3 separate regions of the Sus scrofa genome follow, and all the other regions are linked to region 2. A link is a contact called in public HiChIP or PLAC-seq data. All regions are on one chromosome and are shown on one strand. The core of a region is the stretch at or near the end of the contact, and the rest is flanking DNA. Distances in the headings are between cores, read along the strand shown.

Region 1 (3,315 bases), core at 234-2,733, 150 kb after region 2:
GTGACATAGATTTTCTTTTGACTGAAGAGAAAGGATGCCAGTTGCTCTCAGTTGGGAAGGAAGTTCACCCCAGAAGCACTGGCAAAAAGCACCATGCGAATACTTTGCACGTATATAAGATTTAGTTTATTCAGCACTAGAATCTTTCCTTAAGTCACTGACAAATTAAAAAACAACAACTTAACTGTTAGTGGGTTTTTTTGGCTGCACCTGTAACATGCAGAAGTTCCTGGACCAGAGATTGAAGCCATGCAACAGCTTTAACCAGAGCTTCAGCAGTGACAATACTGATCCTTAACCTACTGAATCGCCAGGGAACTCCAACTGTTAGTGTTTTTAAATTTTTATTTTCTTGATTCTTTTTGCTTTTTCCTTTCTGCTATGCACCTACCTAATTGTCCAAAGTCATTAATCAAGATCCTTGCACACCTGAATTATAACCTCAAGGAGGGGAAATGACGCTAAGGGGCAGCGAGGCTATAGTCAGAAATGGTTTTCAGGTCCTATTTTGGGGAGGAGAACCAACTTGCCATTTTCTGTCTGGGGGATGTATAAATGATACTGTTTTTTGGTTGCTAAAATTCCCATGCTCTCTTATACATTCATAATACCTACATGGTCTTTGCAATCTTTTTTTTTTTTAAAGGACCAAAGATTGGTGAGAAAAAGGAGATTAGAGAAAGAATAATTAGACAGGTATGGGGACACAAATTGCTTATCTCTTAGCGATACATACTGACCTTCCAGGATGAGTGGGGTCAGCTTTAGCATATTCCAGAAAAAAAAAACAAAAACAAGGGGAAAGAATGGCCAGATGTTATAACTGATGAAGTTTTACGACAGGTACATGAGAATTCCGTATAATAGTCTCTCTACTTTTGAGTATATTTGAATGTTTCCATAATAAAATAGATTAAAAAAAAAAGCCTATCATAGTAACTCGGGAATGAAGTAATGAATCCTTAGACGTGAGTGGTGACAGGGAAAATAGAAAAAATATGATTGACTAATTCAACACACATTTTGATCTTAATAACAGATTTGTTATAACAACTTCAGCTGAGGGAAGAAACAAAACAGACTCATTTCTATAGCCTTGGAAATAGAAAAATGGCATGAAAAAGAACCTGTCAACTGTCTATAAATTCCTGAGCTTTAAACCATGTACTTGATCGGTCCATGTGATTGGAATGTATATGGAAATGAAGAAACTATGTACATTTGGAAAAAAGCACCAAGGATAGACGGCTACGGGAGAACAGAGGAAGAACAGAGAACTAGTGGATGCGGCAGAGAGATGACACACCAGGCAGAGAGAAAAAACAGCCACATTCCCACGTAAGAGGTGCCAGCTGGTTCGGACAGCTGTTGTCGGTGGAGGACTCCACGAGGCATGTTGGACACAAACGTCTGTGACTCACTGTACCTTGCCTGTCATCCCTTCCATACCTCAAAGGCTGTTTCCCTTGCCGTGTCATATGACCGATTCATATAGATGACTCATTGTCATCTGCCATTCATTGCAACGGCTTCGGGGTGACTCTTCCCCTGCAAGTCTCTTTCCCATAAACGCGAACATTTTTATCCTGTTTCCCCAGACGTGTTAGTATGTGTTTTCCCAAATTCTACCCAGCTATATTTTTCTTGCATGTCTTCCCACAAACTAAGTATTACAAACTTTCCCTGTGCAAGTGTTGCTGGTAAGATCTTTGATAAGCCGTGGGCTAACTACATTAGTCAGTGAGTGTTACGTTTCAAGTGACAGAAAGCTAATTTCCGCTCAGTCAAGCCTAAAAAGGACTTTATTTGCTCACATAACAAAGAAGAATGGGTGTAGCTGGGGGGCAATGGGGGGACCGCAACGCTACCCCCGTCTCCGAGCGTCTCTACATGTGGATTTCATTCTCTCCTCCTGCCAAAGGGTTTTTTACCATGAGGGGGGCATGAAGTGGGCAGTTCTGGTGTTACATACCCACAGGTGTGTGAGCAGAGAGAAGAATCTTTAGATAACTTCTTACTAGAATGAAACACTCTGGCAACAGGTTTTGACTCGCTTAGCTTGGGTTCTGGCCTTGAGGAGCCAGGGTACCCAGAAGGGAAGGAAGGAGGATTAGCCAGAAATTCATAGATAGAAGGGTAGACGGAGTGATATGCACAAAAAGGATGCGTTATGCTATAGTGCCTGACAATTACGGTCCAGATCCACAGTCATCTATAACCTGTAACACTGCACTAAACACCCACAGAAAGAGGGGAAATGGATGCAAAGTTTATATCTGTTGGAGGTCTAGTGTCTAGAATATTCGAAACAGTCTTACGACTGAAAATAAAAAGAGCCCAATTTAAAAATGGGCAAATGACTGAAACAGACATTTCTCCACAAAAGATATACCACTGGCCAATAAGCACACGAAATAATGTTCCACATCATTAGTCACTAGGGAAATACAAACCCAAATTGCAATGAGATACCACCCATGAGGAAGCCTGAAGAGTGACCCACAAGCCTGGCTGTAATTAAGAAAGAAAGAGGAGTTCCCGTCGTGGCTCAGCCGTTAACGAATCCGACTAGGAACCATGAGGTTGCGGGTTCGGTCCCTGCCCTTGCTCAGTGGGTTAACGATCCGGCGTTGCCGTGAGCTGTGGTGTAGGTTGCAGACGCGGCTCGGATCCCGCGTTGCTGTGGCTCTGGCGTAGGCTGGTGCCTACAGCTCCGATGAGACCCCTAGCCTGGGAACCTCCATATGCCGCGGGAGCGGCCCAAGAAATAGCAAAAAGACAAAAAAAAAAAAAAAAAAAAAAAAAAAAGAAAGAAAGAGAAACGTATGAGGGCTGATGAGTAAGTGAGGAAATTGGAATTTTCACTCACTGCTGCTGGGAGTGCGAGGTGGTAGAGCTGCTGTGTGAGACACTTGGGAAGCTTTTCAAAAAGGTAAACAGAATGCTACCATGTGACCGAGCAATTGCCCTCCTGGGTACACACCTGAGAGAAGTGAAGGAGTTCTCCTGCAGCTCAGTGGGTTAAGGATCTGGCGTCACCGCAATGGCTCCAATCGCTGTTGTGGCACTGGTTCAATCCCTGGCCTGGGAACTTCTCCATGTGGTGGGGAAGGTCAAAAAAAAAGACAGACTAAAGTGAGAACACGTCCACATAAATATGGGCACGCAAATGTTCATTGCAGCATTAGTTTTAATAGCAAAAAAGGGGAAGCAACCCAGATGTCCATCCACCGATGAACGGATAAATAAATGCGGTCTATCCACAAAATTGAATGCTAACCAGCCATTGAAAAGGGATGAGGGAGTTCCCTGGTG
Region 2 (2,995 bases), core at 459-2,958:
TGGAAAGAAGTGAACATTTCCTGAAAGAGGAGTTAAGTTGGTCACGATGTTTTGGGGACGGAGGGGGGAGTGTTAGCAAGTCAGGGGAAAAAAAAAAAAACAGGAGGAAAGATGCCTCAGACATAAAAATGGAAGGCTTGTTTGAAGGAGTCTAGCTGAAGCACAAGCCGGGTACTCATGACAAGTTGAATAAAATGTGCAAAATTGGGAGCTAATGAAAGCCATATGACAAGATACGTTATTGTGGATGCAGGATTTAACATGCATAAAATAAACTTTTCACTGTGCCCACAAGCAAAATATAGAGGCTCTGGCCTCCTGATGGGTAGTTTAGGCCCCTTTCTTTGGGCCACCAGAAGTCTGCAGAAGCGGGCCTGCCTTGGCTAAACACAGAGAAAGTGTGAGGTCAGAGCCATAAATGGGGGTTGGGGCAGGGAGTATTCTAAGAATTGCATATGCAGAAATGAAGTCAAAAATAAAAATCATTAGGTTGTAGAGGAACAGAGGGAATCTGAGAAGGAAAGACAGAAACAGGATCAGTGCTGGTTAAACTCCTACCCTGCCCCTCAGTCTGGAACTGGAAGGACCCAAGCTCTCTGCAAGAAAGGAGCTCCCTTACCCTTTTTAAATGAGCTCTCCGGGAGAGCAGCGGTCTGAGGGGCATCTAAACTCCCCCCTGCCCCCCCCCCCAACCCCGGGTGGCGTTCTGGAAACGCCACCGGGTTTATGAGTCTGGGGGCACAAACCCACCCGGAGGAGACCCCGGATGCTGCTACTTACTACCAGATAACCTCAGTGTCTCTAAAGTGGGCTCCACAATAACTCCCCTGCGGGGTCAAAAGCACGTGCTCCGAAAAACAGGAGGCGATATGATTTCCGAGATGCCCAGTGGGCGCCTCTCTCTGAACATCTGTGTCACAGGAAATCTGCAGCACCCCAGAGGAGCCACCCAATCTCTGTGACTCAGATCGCGTTGGCCACGGATGCCATCGAAGTGCCCACCTGCCTGGGTCAGCCCACCAGCTGTGACGTCATTCTCTACCTGAATCCCCAACCTCCGGGCTCAGCCCCGCGGGAGATGCCTCCTCGCTCAGAGGAAGACGAAGGTGGGGGGTGGGAGGGGGTGGGAGGGGGTGGGGGAGGAAGCAGGCAGGTTCAAATAACTTCGCTCCACTCTTTCGGGACCGGGGGTGATTTTTTCCCTGCCGGACTCCGGGGCCCAGGGCTGAGCTGGGCAGCCCGGCTCCCGACCAGCATCTCCTGTTCCTTGCTCGGGTCGGTTTCTCTTTCACTTCCTGCCCCTCCCCCCGCAGCTCCCCCCTCCCCGGCCTGCGGGCCCGCTGCTCGGCCTGCTACTGTACCTTGAGCAACACCTGCTGGCAGCTCCCGGGGATCACGCCGGATCGCGGCCGCTGCTCGAGCCCGGCTCGCGGGGCTGGAGTCACGGCCAAGCCGGGCGGAGCGGCCGCCTCTATTTTTACCCCGAGCACCCGCAAGGGCAACTTCTTTTAAGAGCAGCTCTTGATTTTTCCCCCCTTTTGGCAGCTAGAGAATTCAGAGAAGGGGGGGAGGTGGGGGGCGGGGGGGGGGGGGAGAAGCACTGATCGGGGAGTGCAGCTGGCAATCTCTGAACCCAGCCCTCGGTGGCAGGGCTTCAAAGCGCAGCCAATGCCAGGGACCAGGACGGGGACCTGAGGGCCGGCTCCGGGGCGGACAGAGGCGCGCGGGGAGCGCTACCGCCCCTCCAGCTCTGTCCCTTTTCCGATCGCTGAGCTGGGTCCTGCCGGGTCCTGCCGGCTCCTGCGCTAGCACGGTGGCCCGCTGCCACCGCGTTTTTCACCTAGTGCGGGCGGCCTGATTTACTGGCTACTTCAACAAAGCGCCCGGCTCCTCGCTCGCCGGAGCCTTCTGCAGGGCTCTGTTCTCGCCTGGAAGGAGCGGCCCCTGGAGAACCCAGGGAGGGGGGGAGCAGCTTGTTTCGAGGAGCCGGGAGGGAAAGTGTGGTACCTTATTTTACTGTAATTGCAAAAGGCACGATGTGCCAGAGATGTATATTTAGACGTTGTATGTTTCTACTTTTATGTAAATGGAGCAATTAGGGCCTGTCTTGCTGCTGCGAACTCCAGGGCTTGTGCCTTGCTGGGAAAGCTAGTGTTTTCAATCACAATTAGTGAGCTGGTCAAAAAACAAAGTTCGTTTAAGGATACAGGCCGGATGGCCTGAGCTGGGGGAGAGACCCGTGACCCTGTGCTGCCCTGTGGCCCTCAGCGACACACTTCTTGGGGGCACGGGCCACCTCTAGCCGTGTTTACTCCGTGGCAGCAGCTGTCCCTGCACAAAGTTGGCATAGATCAGGGAGCAAGAATGTTCATTTTTCTTCTCAAGCAAACCGTCTGTCCTTCGGCTTCCATCCATGCTATTAATTGGTCTCTTTGCTCACTACTCCTGGAACAAGGAGACAGGCCCAGAAAAGGGGCTCGTTTGTCATGGCCCTGTTGTTTTAGCTGCTGCTCACGCTTTGCCGTTACTCAGTTAAAAAAAATAATAATAGTAATACACATCAGGAGGCGTGAACACCCCAGGCAGGTGCCTGGGAGGTTGTGATCTGATTCGGCCGAAGTGGCACGAGGCTGGGGGTTCAGAGCACGGACGAGGCTGCTGACGAGTCAGAGTGTTTGAGTTCAAAAAATCTGTTTCCCCCAAAGCATGATTTCTGGTTCATCCCGTCTGGGAAACCGAACATAAAACGTGACTATGGGGAGAAACCAAAAGGAACCCGAGGTGTTCTCAGCAGCTGACATGTTATTCTGGGCTCAAGGCAGGAAAACCTTGTCTCCGTGGGGAGCGGTGACTCCCTCAAGAGGCAGCCCGGAATCCAGAAAACGTGGGCAGAAGCCAGAGAGATATTTGTTGCAGTGAGATTTCGGGAGTCTGATCAAAAATGGTTTGGATTGAATATGGGGCTGGCCAAACCGCCTGTTTGCTGGACAGCTGG
Region 3 (2,974 bases), core at 84-2,583, 130 kb after region 2:
CTGGTGCAGGTCACAGCTGTGGCTCAGATTCAATTCCTGGCCCAGGAACATCCATATGCTGCACGTGTGGCCCTAAAAATAAAAATTAAGGAGTTCCTGTTGTAGCTCAGCAGTAATGAACCCGACTAGTGCCCATGAGGATGAGGGTTCGATCCTCGGCCTCAATTAGTGGTTTAAGAATCCAGTGTTGCCTTGAGCTGTGGTGTAGGTGGCAGATGCGGCTCTGATCCGGTGTCGCTGTGGCTGTGGTATAGGCCGGTGGCTGCAGTCCCTATTTGACCCCTAGCCTGGGAACTTCCATATGCCATGGGTCCAGCCCCCCCAAAAAAGACAATTTTTTTTTTTTTTTAAAAAGAGGAAGTAAACCTAGGAGTCCCGGTGACTTGTCAGCCCTGACTGAGCCCAGTACACCTCAGCTGGTTCAGCTCCCAACCCAATCTCATGGGTGCAGCTTTGAACCTGGAGAAAAGAAGCCAGGAACAGCATTCCTATCAGAGTCATTCCTCACGGTCAAGTGGACGGAACCATGGTAAACTTTCACTTGCTTCAAGGTTGGGTACATGCCAGACCTTGCTGGGTTTTTAGGATTCCTCCTCCAGCTTATCTAAGTAAAGTAGCATTGGAGACAGCAAATTTGAAGCGCAGATTTATGTACATGGACTCATGGCTCTTGGGAATGAAAAGACAAGTGGCTTTATTTCCCTGACCAGACAGAGAGCCTGGGCTTGGTGGGGGGAAGGTGGAGGGGTGGGCTTCAAACGAGGCCCGCTGGATATCTGGAAGGAGAAATAAAACGCATGCATTTAGGTGCAAAGGAAGCTGTTTTCATCTCCAACCCCGCCACCCCACCAAGCCAATCACAGGAGAGCTTTGCAAAGCTGTCCAAGGGTATCCTTAAAGAATGATAGATGCAACATTTGCTTTCTTTGGCCTTGAAGTTTCTCAGGCTCTCCTTCTCGAAACCTGGTTTGCGTTCTAAGAGGTTGGGAGTAGGGACGGTAACGTGGCCCAGGTCTCCTGACGTGTCAGTCCCTGCCCTAAAGGGGAAACTGGGGGAGACACTCACACACACAGAAGATAGGGAAGGAAACAGAGGGGAGAACACAATCTGTAAACCAAACTCTGGCTTCAGTTCGTTAACAATCCTGTGACTAGTTAAAGCGCCCACGAAATAAGCACGATGGGCTTGCCTGAGAAGGCTTTAGTTATTCTGGTAAAGCAACCATCAGCCTCTGCTTTCTCATCACCAGCGTTGCTGCTAATAATACCACCACAGGAAATCAAAGCGTATCAACAAAGGCACTTCCTGTTTGTTTTGTCACATGTGATGGGGACGCTTGAGTCACAAATATAAGCTGAAGTCTATTTATAGAGACCGTTTTCTTGGCCGGCTAATCAAGAGTGGGAGAAGCAGTGAGCCAACCTTGATGAATGAAGAGAGAAGAAACAAGTGACTCCCTCTGGGCTGCTTCCCCAGCTCTGGCCTTGAGAGAAGGAACAAAATGGGATGGCGTGGATTTCCCTGGTGGCACAGCAGGTGAAGGATCTGGCTTTGTCCTTGCAGCAGCTCAGGTCGCTGCTGTGAGGCAGGTTCGACTCTTGGAGGGGAATGTCCACATGCTGCCAAAAAAAAAAGGAACTAAAGAAACACAGGAGTGTCAGCAAGGGCGGCATGAGGGTGAGAGGGGCAGGAGGGGATCTGGACGTGCCTGTGCCCAGACCAGATGGCCACTGCAGCTGGGATGTAGACTGAGATGACCAGACGTTCAGACTGGGAGGAAGTCCAGGGTCGGGCACTCCGGTTGCAGCCCTCTGGCCGGTGGACCAACATGGAGATGTGTCGTGGGCTCCTTTAGCATCTCTGGTTCAGCGCCTGCTCGGAGCCAAGCAAGGAGCCAGCCGCCAAGGAAGCGAGGCCACCGTGCTCCTGCCCATCAAACCCCCCAAGCCCAGCTTCTGTGGAAAAGCCAGCGGTGACCACCCAGCGCCCTCGTGGCCACCCTACCCAACTCTAGCCCTGGCAGAGTCTGCCTCGCTGCGTGATGAAGAGTCAGTAGAAATTTAGCCAACAAACAAATACTGAGAAAAGCATTGTCATCAGTGAGCACCTGCATGATCAAAGGAGGTGAGGCCAAAGAAAGCAGCGTGTTCCAGGAGCCCTGGGGGTGTGCCCTGGATGGGGGGACAGCGCGTGAAGTTTCTGCGGGGGGGAGAAAGTCCCCCGAGAGTTCAAACCAGGCAGAGGCTACTGCTGGGCACCTCTGCTCTAAGGGGCCAGCCTGGCTGCCATCTGCAGGACAGTCAGTGGCTTAGGCAGATTTTTCTGGGGCCTGAAGATTATATAATTTGGAGAGCCCTCTTCAAGCCGATGAACACAAAAGTAAGAATATACCATTAGGTACAAAAGCAAACGTTTGTTTGTTTGTTTATATTTTTATTGTTTGTTTATGTTATTTTTTTGGCTGTACCTATGGCCTGTGGAAGTTCCCAGGCCAGGGATCAAACACTTATTGAGAATGAGAATAAACCACAACAAAATACAGGCTTTAGAGTGCTTTTAAAAAAAAAAAAAAAACCCACAAGTTAAAACATGGCAATTCCAATAAATCTCTTTTGCAGCAGCGCTCTCATTAAAAGGAAAAAAACCGGTATGGTGTCTCTACAGCTGTATGCGGAGCATGTCGTGTTCTATTCGGGGAAGGACAGCACGTCTGTTGGGACTAGTTATTGAATACAAAGTCCTCTGCTTACAAGTTATGTATCTGACGTTTGTAAGAACCTTTACAAGCTGGTCTCCTGGGGCTTTCAAAACGTTTATCGACGTAATGCTGATTTTAAAACGTCTTAATGTCCGCACAGTTAAGTGGTTCAGTTATACCCTCATATTCTTTCTTTGTTCTTTTAATCCCATGGCACAGGGAACTGAACCAGTGCCTCTGCAGCGACCAGAGCTGCTGCAGTCCGATCCCTCACC

Evidence for each region. HiChIP or PLAC-seq counts read pairs in DNA pulled down with a chosen protein or histone mark.
Region 1: an H3K27ac HiChIP or PLAC-seq map of alveolar macrophages shows a contact between it and region 2. The contact joins two enhancer-like sites. A contact is called at or near these places in 2 of 47 Hi-C or Micro-C datasets (adipocytes and embryonic fibroblasts) and 1 of 2 datasets of contacts at active chromatin or transcription factors (alveolar macrophages).
Region 3: an H3K27ac HiChIP or PLAC-seq map of alveolar macrophages shows a contact between it and region 2. The contact joins two enhancer-like sites. A contact is called at or near these places in 2 of 47 Hi-C or Micro-C datasets (embryonic fibroblasts and fibroblasts) and 2 of 2 datasets of contacts at active chromatin or transcription factors (alveolar macrophages and skeletal muscle).

The regions. Positions count from the first base shown.
Region 1 is chr18:52,732,584-52,735,898 of Sscrofa11.1, reverse strand. No RefSeq gene overlaps it. Among named protein-coding and RNA genes, the nearest start is that of INHBA, 160 kb to the left of the region's middle. Within about 2 kb of position 1,483, at least 5 of the 83 cell types and tissues checked have an H3K27ac peak or open chromatin away from gene starts, as enhancers often do. A contact at or near this core is called in alveolar macrophages, where this site is marked.
Region 2 is chr18:52,883,209-52,886,203 of Sscrofa11.1, reverse strand. No RefSeq gene overlaps it. Among named protein-coding and RNA genes, the nearest start is that of INHBA, 5.0 kb to the left of the region's middle. Within about 2 kb of position 1,708, at least 39 of the 83 cell types and tissues checked have an H3K27ac peak or open chromatin away from gene starts, as enhancers often do. A contact at or near this core is called in alveolar macrophages, where this site is marked.
Region 3 is chr18:52,753,665-52,756,638 of Sscrofa11.1, reverse strand. No RefSeq gene overlaps it. Among named protein-coding and RNA genes, the nearest start is that of INHBA, 130 kb to the left of the region's middle. Within about 2 kb of position 1,333, at least 5 of the 83 cell types and tissues checked have an H3K27ac peak or open chromatin away from gene starts, as enhancers often do. A contact at or near this core is called in alveolar macrophages, where this site is marked.